Linked DNA regions of Sus scrofa: region 1 is linked to region 2. A link is a contact called in public Hi-C data. All regions are on one chromosome and are shown on one strand. Each heading gives the region's core, a stretch centred on a gene start, on an enhancer-like site or on the middle of the called end of the contact. The rest is flanking DNA. Distances are from core to core; before and after follow the strand shown.

What was found. Hi-C and Micro-C count contacts between places; a contact is called where the count stands out from the background.
Region 1: a contact with region 2 is called in a Hi-C map of brain, with 18 times the contacts expected there. The contact joins two enhancer-like sites. A contact is called at or near these places in 2 of 47 Hi-C or Micro-C datasets (brain and epiblast stem cells).

What each region holds. Positions count from the first base shown.
Region 1 is chr2:96,092,552-96,097,225 of Sscrofa11.1, forward strand. No RefSeq gene overlaps it. Among named protein-coding and RNA genes, the nearest start is that of MIR9-2, 18 kb to the left of the region's middle. Within about 2 kb of position 2,055, at least 12 of the 83 cell types and tissues checked have an H3K27ac peak or open chromatin away from gene starts, as enhancers often do. A contact at or near this core is called in brain, where this site is marked.
Region 2 is chr2:95,828,006-95,832,749 of Sscrofa11.1, forward strand. It overlaps the pseudogene LOC106509498. Among named protein-coding and RNA genes, the nearest start is that of TMEM161B, 130 kb to the left of the region's middle. Within about 2 kb of position 2,021, at least 11 of the 83 cell types and tissues checked have an H3K27ac peak or open chromatin away from gene starts, as enhancers often do. A contact at or near this core is called in brain, where this site is marked.

The DNA.
Region 1 (4,674 bases), core at 805-3,304, 260 kb after region 2:
GCACATTGTTGCATGTAAAGTAAGATGGAAATATTTAAAACCCTGTTAAATCCCAGCTAGATGATTATCTGGGGGTGGGGGCCTTATTTGTGGTAGCAAGCAGGCTGATCGAATAAATCACTAGAGGACTTCCAGCTCCTGGACTGGCCTCCCTTTCAGCTGCTTTCAGCAATCTACAGGGGCTCAATGACGTTTGGCTTTAGGGAATAGAGCTCCAAGGACACCTGTCTGCATCTGGTTGGAGACAGGTGTGTGTGTGTGTGTGTGTGTGTGTGTGTGTGTGCGTGCGCGCGCGCGCGTGCACATGTACAGGGAGGAGTGGATACTTCATCAGCAATTTATTTCAAAAAAAATATTGATCCTAAAATTCTGCTATGTCATCAACTGGAGTCAGGCACCAAGGTCACTAACATGTCCAGGTTCACTCATGGACCGTGGCAACATTATTGGTTTTGATGGTACGAATGTGGCTTCTATGAAAGAAGGTTTGGTTCTTCCTTAGAGTGGGGCGAGGCTCTATACTCCCCCTCCTCCCTTCTTGATCCCCGCAAACAAAACCATTCTACCACTTGAGCCATCTGCCGCAGGTATAATGGATGGCAGGGGGCCGACCTAACCACACTTCAGTCTCTTCTAGGTCGTCACCGCTCTGCACCAAACAAATGAGTCCTGTTTCGCCACTAGGGTGCCGAGGTGGCTGGTGGATGCTGGCCCCCGCCCCTGGCAGCATTCAGCGCTTAGAAACCAGAGCCAGTTGACAACACGCGAAACACACAGACACAGAGAAAACGCCGAGCCAACGCGCTCTCCCTCTGCCCCCTCCCTCTGCTCTCTGTACACATGGAGGACATGTACACAGCCTTTACACACTTAAAAACCCTGGCGACTTCCTCTGAATTCTTAGTTACTTCTGACGACGGCCTTTCCCACTGCACATACCCCCTGGTGTGTGTGTGTGTGTGTGGTGCTTGTGTGTGCGCGCGCGCGCGCAAAAGTGCGTGTGTTTAAAACGCTTATTGGTAGGTCATCAGCAGCTGATCAGACATAATAATCCAATAATCTTTTTGAATGCATACAATTTTTCGTTAAGGGTAATTTTTTAAAAAGAAAAAAAAAGGAAAACTGTCGATTTTCCGTGCAAGTCTTGGATTCCCAGTTAGGTTCTACACAGACCTACCAAGCCCCCGCCTTCCTAAACTTTCCCTTAACAAGGTTCGAGCTAGGTGCAAACTGTGACTTCATGATAGGGCAGAGGCTGTTTAGAAGAGGGGAGCTGTGGGGACGCCCTGCATAGGGAGAAAAACCCGATAGCGGAAAGCCCTCCCAACCCCACCCGCCCCGTAGCCTCACGGAACCCTGGCAGGATCACAGGGTGCCCCAGGTCAGGAGCCCAGAGTCCAGCCTTTCCAAGCCCAAAGCACCCTGCTGACCACGGCCCTTTGGTCGGATCCCTGCTCGCCGCACCCCGCTCCACCCGCCCGCTAGCAACCCACCCCCATTTTTATCATAGTTTGAGTAATCCCTGGTAATGGTGCCCACCTCTCCTGCCTGGGCCATGGGCAGAGGCTGGACCCCGCCAGGAATCGAACTCTGCTATCCCCAGAGTACTTACCTCGAGTGAGGCCCTGGCAAATGGTGTCCCTGAAGCGTCAAGTTTCCTCTCTCAGCCGTTGTGCCAGATTCCCCTCCTGTCTGCTGCGCTCTCGGCGGGGCAGGCTTGTCTCTCCCTCTCTCTCTCTCTCCCTCTCTCTCTCTCTCTCTCTCTCCCTCTCTCTCTCTCTCTCCCTCTCTCTGTTACACACGAGGATTACTTGTGATTTTAGAAGCAAAAGCTTGCTTATTCGGAGAGGAGAAGGAGGGGAGAGGGAAGGGAGGCGGGAGGGAGGAGAGAGAGGGGGAGAGAGAAGTAGAAGGGGGATGGAAGAAGAGGAGGAGGTGGAGAATTCGAGGTAGTGAAGGCGTAGGTAGAGGAGGAGGGAGGGGAGGGGTAGGGTGGAGTAACCGAAGATGGGCTGGGATGGGACGGAGAGGAATAAATTGCTCCCCACCCAGCTGCAGTGCGACGCCCCCAGCGTCCCGGGGGAGCCGGTGCGTCAGATCGCTGCTGGCCGAGGCGGGGCTGTACAAAAGCGCCGCGGGACCCTCTTCGCGGGCTTCTCCCCAGCCAGACTGAGCGCCGGAGGCCTCTCCACGCTCGAGCTCAGACCGCGGACGGCTCTCCTCCGCCCGGACGCGGGTGGCTGTCCAGGGGCTCCAAGCTCCATGCAACTTAGGTTTCATTCCTGGGTTCCTGGTCACCCTCGCCCGCATCTCAGACACGAACTGAAAGCCCGCGCATCCCCACCGCGTCCTTACCCTGGCCTCGGCGCCCACCTTAGCCTTACTCCTGGGCGGGGAGCCGCTCACACGGGCGGCCTCCGCACCGCCCCGACTCAGTCTGCCTCAGCCCTGCGGCTCTGCTCACATTTGGGGCACCCCCTCAGCTTGTTATTACGGAGAGGGGTGTGTGTGTGTGTGTGTGTGCGTGTGTGTGCGTGCGTGTGTGTGTGTGCAGCGCGCACGCTTCTGACTAGAAAGAAGGTGAAATCCCTGCACGAAAAAGTAGCTTCGGTCTCCTACAGCTTGGAGCCCCACGACCAGGTCCTATCATATCCAGTATTTGACATTACAGTCTGCAGCAAGGACCAAGGCAGGAGCTCACCGGATCATTTCAAATGAGTTTCTATACAGCAAAGATTGTTTATTGTATTGTCAAGTACGAAAATAGGCTTTAAAAAATAAAGAATAGTTGCAGGGAAAGAATGGGGTCATTTTGGTAATGGTGGCCAGGAACCAAAAGTGGTTGAAATGGGTTTTTTGGACAAGAGCATCCATAATGGCTAAAGGTGGAAGCCTCAGACTGGTACAAAACCAGTTCATTACGTGACGGGATTAAAAAATAGGAGCATGCTTTTCGACATAGACAACCCATTAGTTCTCTGTTAACTGCATTAAGCCAGCACCATGAAACGATTACATGGCCACCTTCAATGTGCAAACACAAGGGGTACTACAGAGGGTGAGCACAAACGTTTATAGAACTCTGTGTACACACATACACATTTTTACCTTTAAAATGAGAGAAACTTTGATTAAACTCATAAATGCATATATTCTTAAACTCATAAATACATATATTTCCTCAAACAACTATTCCTTAAATATGGTAATTTTCCTCTGCATTTTTTTACTGACCAGCAAATACGACATTACAGTTATAGAGTAGGCTACTCGGATCGACATAATTCTGCTTATATTTATCGTAGATGACACGTCATAAAATGCCAGAGGGGGAGGGGAAACCATGAGGGGCGGAGAGATGGCTTTTTATTAACAATTATATTCTCTCCTAGCTGTTTCATTTAAATAATAGCAATGGTGTCACAGATACCATCCTCCTTCTCCCACTCCAGTGAGACCACTGGAGGGTTTGGTGAACAATGCATTGTATATTGGTTAAGGGATTATCATTGCTATAGAGTTATAGGTCCATCCTGTGGCATAAAAAAATCTTTGAACGTTAAATTATTGGAACACTTGGCATGTTTTAGAACCTGTTTATCTGCCACATCTTGTTCCAAAATAAGCAGGATAAAACGTTGCTAGTTTGTGCCCACCTTAGTTTTGAAGGAAAATGAAACGAAGTTGTTAGTTGTAGGTAAATAAAAATGTTTCCCTTCATCAGAACGAGCCGATGTGCAATCTATTAAACGAGGATTGTATTTTACCAATCGGAAGTGGAATTTTAAAAATTCTTTTGGAGAGCGGCAATAGGAGAGGAAGAAGGATATACACAGATCCCACTCAGCCTGCACTCACAGGTCGCTGTGCTAGAAGGGCACACTCCGTGCACATCGGAATCCCAGCTCTCCCGCAGCCTCGCGGTTTGGGGTTCGGTTTCTGAGAATGTGTGCAATCTCCGTGGATCAGGCACACATTTAGAAATGAGTATTTGTATAAGGGCAACGTTCAGCTATAGTACAATGGCATGATGGATCTAGAACTCATTTTTTCCTTATTTAAAAATTGCTTAATAATTAAATTGCTCTGTGTATTGAACACCATTTTGACTCTTTCTTTGAAATTATTAGCCAGTGTTTTGTTCTAATGAGGCTTCAGATTTGGGTTCTCTGAAAGAAGGGGTGGGGCTCAACAAAATACACTTTTGTGGTACAGAACACTTACTGTGAAAGAAAGTAATTGATTATCTAATAAGTAAAGGAGGAAAAAGAAACTTTGGGTCATTTAAATAGATCTTAGCCATTTGCAATACCTTTTTAATATTTTAAACAGCAAATTTTATAAATTACATTCCTTTTGTTTTTCTTTTAAATCATCTACAACCTTGGAGAATTCATCTTTCTTGTTAGCAAAATGCTCCCCCTAACCCCCAGGCTTGACTTAGACACCAAGCAGCCCCAGTGATGTCTGGCCTGCCCCCTTTGAAGGTTTGGAACCCTTTACGAGGACTCAAGGAAAAAACCCAATCTGAAATTAGTTCATTGGTGACACCCCCTCCCCCCCAGGAGTTTATCAGTTTTTTAAGCACCACATGATTAGATGGAAAGGTAACTTGAAAACACAACCCGATTCTGAACAAAATCATTTTGTCCTTTGACAAGAAAACATAGTTTT
Region 2 (4,744 bases), core at 771-3,270:
TAGTTAGTAATACTTATAAATCATTGTGAGAAGAAGAAGAAGATAAAGGGTAATTAAGGCCCTTCTTTTTCTGTATTATCAAACTTTATAAAGTTATCTAATGGTGTATTAAAATAGATTGCTTCTATATATTTATATGTTTATAAACTTAACCTAAGAATATATTATGAAGTACAGTCCATTTGATTTTTTTCTATTCCTTGCCAAAAAAATCAAACCTTCTCTATTTAGAAAAACCAGAGACTTCTGTGATATCATGGACCATTTTGTATTTCAGTAAAGAAGTTGAGGACAGGGAGTCAGAAATACCAACATTTTTAGGATCCAAGTTATTACTGTAAATGTTTTATCTCTCCCTTTGTAAAGAGTGATCCAGATGGATGTCTAATTTCCCTTGGTCTCTGCCCCCTCTTTTTTGTGTGTTCTTTATTTGTATAAATTAGCTTTGTCATGTCTTACTAGATTGTTTAATTTGGGCACACTCTCCCAGATAGGTTCTCATTCTCACTCCTCCCAACTTGTCTGGGTTTTAGGATGGGGAGTGGTCATCCTTACTTAAAAAGCTTTGTAATTCAGACAAAGAGAGCCTGGACCTTTTTTTTTCTATCCATCTGGACATACTCAAAGGTCACACCCAAGATCATAAGCCATGTTTGTATCCTTCTTATGGGCAAATGATAAAATAATATCCACAGGCATTTGATACCAGGGGCATGGCCTGAACACACACCTTGCCCTCTTCCCCTTGGCCTCTCCTGCCCTGAAGAATGAATACATCCATCTCCAAAGTTGATGCTTCGAAGTGACCAGTCAGATGCTAGCAGGTCAGCTGGCCATCCCCTTGGACAGGGGTTCATAAATCAGAGAAATGTTGGTGAGCTTGAAAGAAGAAGGTAGCCCAGCCTGAGGGAAGCCACGTAAATCTCTCCCGGAGCATTGTTCCCAGTAGGGAGTGGGGGTGAGAGTTAGGGTAGCTCCTAGGGTCTCGGCTGTTATTAATGCCCCAGGCCCTCCTGCAGTGGGTGCTAACTTGTTGTGCAGGAGAGCTGCCACCACCCTTCCCAAACATCGGCCGCTTGGAAAAGTCAAGCACTGCTGAGCCCTGATTTTCATTTAATAGTCAAAACCAAGATGCATTTGGGCTATGATGATAGGACAGCTCCCTTGAAAAGATTATTTGAACTACAAAGGCATTCATTTAGGGCTAGCGATGTTGCAAAAGGGCCTGCTAGAAATTAGCAGCCTGTCCTGGTATTTGGAGAGCAAGAGTGACAACTTATTGGAAGTTCTCAAGGAATCATTTATATTTCACACTCCACTAGGCAGCTGATTTGAGATTGTCTGTTAGCATAACAAAGGCTCTGAGCCTGTGAACTTCAGAAACCTTTCGACCTCTTAGCTGCTGGCATGAATAGCCCCCAGTCCTGCCTATAGAGATCTCCCAAAGCTCCCCTGTTCGTGGCTAAATTGTTAATCAGGGTAATTTAATATAGTTTTCAATATGCCTCATCTCTTATTGGGAAAGGTATTCACAGCTCCCCTACCCCTGAAAAAAAAAGTTCTTTTATTCAAGTGTGAGAGGGGCAGCTGCAGACAGACCCCCATCCCTTGCTGCTCCCCCTAAACCCCCTCTGTAGCAGCAATAATGTTCTGAGCAGCAACCATGGTGAAGGGCCAGAAAAAGAAATTCAGAATGACAACGATTCCCCTGCATGCACTCCAACCTGAACCTGAAATTCCAGTCTGTTTATGCCCAGAACGGACAAAACAAAAACCCAAGGCTCAGCCATAACTGAAACCGCCGTGCCCACACACACACACACACACACACACACACACACGCGCCACACCTCCTTCTCCACCCTCTCTTTACCCCCAGTCTTCTCCTCCCTCCTCATCTCCCAACCCAGCTTCTCATCTGGCTCCCAACAAGACAAAACGCAGAGACCCCAGGGCCTGCTTATTTTCATTTCTCTCCCTCTTTGGAGGCAGCCCACACCAGCCTGCACGCTCCTTCACAGTCACCCTGAGCCTGGAGCCCGCATCCTCTCCCAGTCTCACACATACTTGCTCTCACCCGCTCCCTCGCACACTAACAATTCACATGCACATTAGTTAGCTGAAAAGAGCCAGAGCACAAATATATTCATTTTAATCCAGTTAAGACCTAAGAGGTCTCATAGGATATTCTTCAATAGTTTGGAAACCAAGTATAAAACTCAGATTTTGCTACACTGTTTCATCTCAAAGAGGCCTACAGCAGGCCTTTCTTTCACTTTCTACCAGCCCATCTTGTAAAAAAATAAATAAATAAATAAAGTGAATAAAAAACAATCACAAGCAAACCACCCAGCTTCAGGCAGACACTGCTCCAATATTATTATGTTGTCTTTTTTAATGACTGTGTTTTTTTGTACCCACATGCAAAGTCAGAAGAACAGTTTCATATGAGGAAGGGAAAAATAGAAAAATCACTATTTTTTTAAATTAAAAATGTAAGGCTACAATGTCTTAATCTCATTTTTCCACATTAAAGATATTTATCATCTTTCAGCTTTCGTTCCCACGTGAGAATTTTAAAACATCTCTAAACCTATCTGAATATTTCCTGATCCCTTTGGTGGTGATTTTCTGTGCAATTGTGCTCTGTCTTTGTGCTGGTTGAGGCCCTGTGCCTTGCTTCTTCCTGGAATAGCCATTTCTCGTGTGCCTTGTTTTGGTTGGTGAGCTTGTCTCAGCCTCCTGAAGTTGGATAAAGCCAGGATCTAGTGTCTGAAGTATTTTCTTTGAATTTGCTCTAGTTAGAGTGGTCTCTGGTGTGGGTGGGGAGACTTTCTTCCCTTACTTGGGATCATAATCTAGCATCTCAGAATTGCTGAGATGGGAGACAAATTTCTGTTTATAGCATCAAGGAAAGGATTATTAACCTCCAAAACAAGAATTACAAATGTAGACCCACCATTAATAAAACAAAACAAATAACCCAACCTATTTCTCAAGATAATTTTGCTTGGAGTTAAAAGAATAAAAGATTTTTTAAAAGAGATATTTTGGTCAATTTTAATATCTAAACAATACCCAGAGGTGACACTTTAGAACATAAAATAAGTGTAACTAGTTGTTGTATTATACGCCAATCCTAACATCTGCATTTTCCTTAAAATGAAGGATTCTGACAGCTTTCATTTCAATGTTGTGAAAGTTTTTAGATTATAAGCATTTTTGTCAATATCTGTTCATTATTCATTTTAACGATGGGCTTTTTAATTTATTTTATTCTCTAAGTAGTGATTTTCATTTTCTTGATGTCTTAAACCAAAATATTTGTTAAAATATTAATTGACAGTTACTACAAATCAGTGGATAAACATTTCTGGGTTCTCTTTTTTAAAAGCCAAAAATATATAATTCCTATATAAATTAACAGAAATTTAAATTTCAAAAGATGTTTAGAGAGAAAAAAAATATGGCTTTTAAACCCAAGAAGGAAAAAATACACAATTTGCATTTTTTCAGTGCTTTTGCTTAACACTTTTTCATTAGCTTTTTCTTCATTAGAATTTATGATCCATGTCCATCATTACACTTTCACATCTCTGATTTCTGTTAAATTTTCTAACAGAGGTTAATAAATACAAAGGGGTAAAAAGGCCTATTTGCTTTCCTCTGAAGTGCTGTTTCAAGGTTATTTGTAGTTGCATTAAAATTTTTCCATATTCTAATTTAAATGATTAAAATTGGGCTGAAATTAATTCTACTTGGAATTAGGAAGTAACAGGGGGATTTTTTAAAAAGGAATTAAATAACATGAGTTTGCTAAATTATAACATTTTCTTAAGGTTGGGCCATCTAATACCCTCTTTAGCATGGCAGGGTTTGGGCTTCATATTTATGGAAGAAATAGGGTTGGGGGGAGAAGGATGTATACTTGGAATGGTGTTTGACAGGGGGAATGAACGCAGACACCAGAACAATTATATTACAATCCCATTGGGAATGCCAGCACCAAATTTAGCCAGACTGATGGGGTACTGTCTAGACGGTCCCTTTTGTGTATCAGCTGTTTTTTCCCTGCTTTATTGCACTGCCTGAATGTGTGAGTTGAACATGCATATGGATCCCAAACATGACCATTCCTGCAACCATACATTGATGTTAAATTTCCTCTCATTTGGCTGAGAATCAAGGGTTGTGTATTCCTACTGCATTCTCTTTACACTATTTTATAATCGAAATGCAGCTTCTAGAATTAGAGGTTTAACAAAGGTCATAAGACAAAGTAGAAAGTGCCTAGGCTGTTTTTTTTAATTATGAAAAAAACACACTAGGTAAACATTTCTATCTTCTCAAACATGTCCACCTCTTTTCTACAGAAGTAAAAGAAAACCAGAAAGAAAAGAAATAAAACAATGAAAGGAAAGAGGCAGAGCACATGTAAATTACCACCTTTCCTTTTGAAAAGGGCAAAGGAGAGAAAGAAAGAATATTTATTAAATGTTTACAGTGTAATTAATGGCAATATGTGTGGTTTTCCTTTTTTATCCTCCTTCCTTCTCTTTATTTGGTAAACCAAACAGAGTTCAATAATCAGGGATCTTGTGAGGTCCTAGAAATAAATTCCCAAACTCCTTTAAATAAAAGCTTACAAGATTGTTGTACTGTTACTGGGCAGACAGGAAATCCCAGAGATGGTTCACATCTGGGCAACTATCAGGATTTTGCTTTGTTCATCAAGATAGTGCTG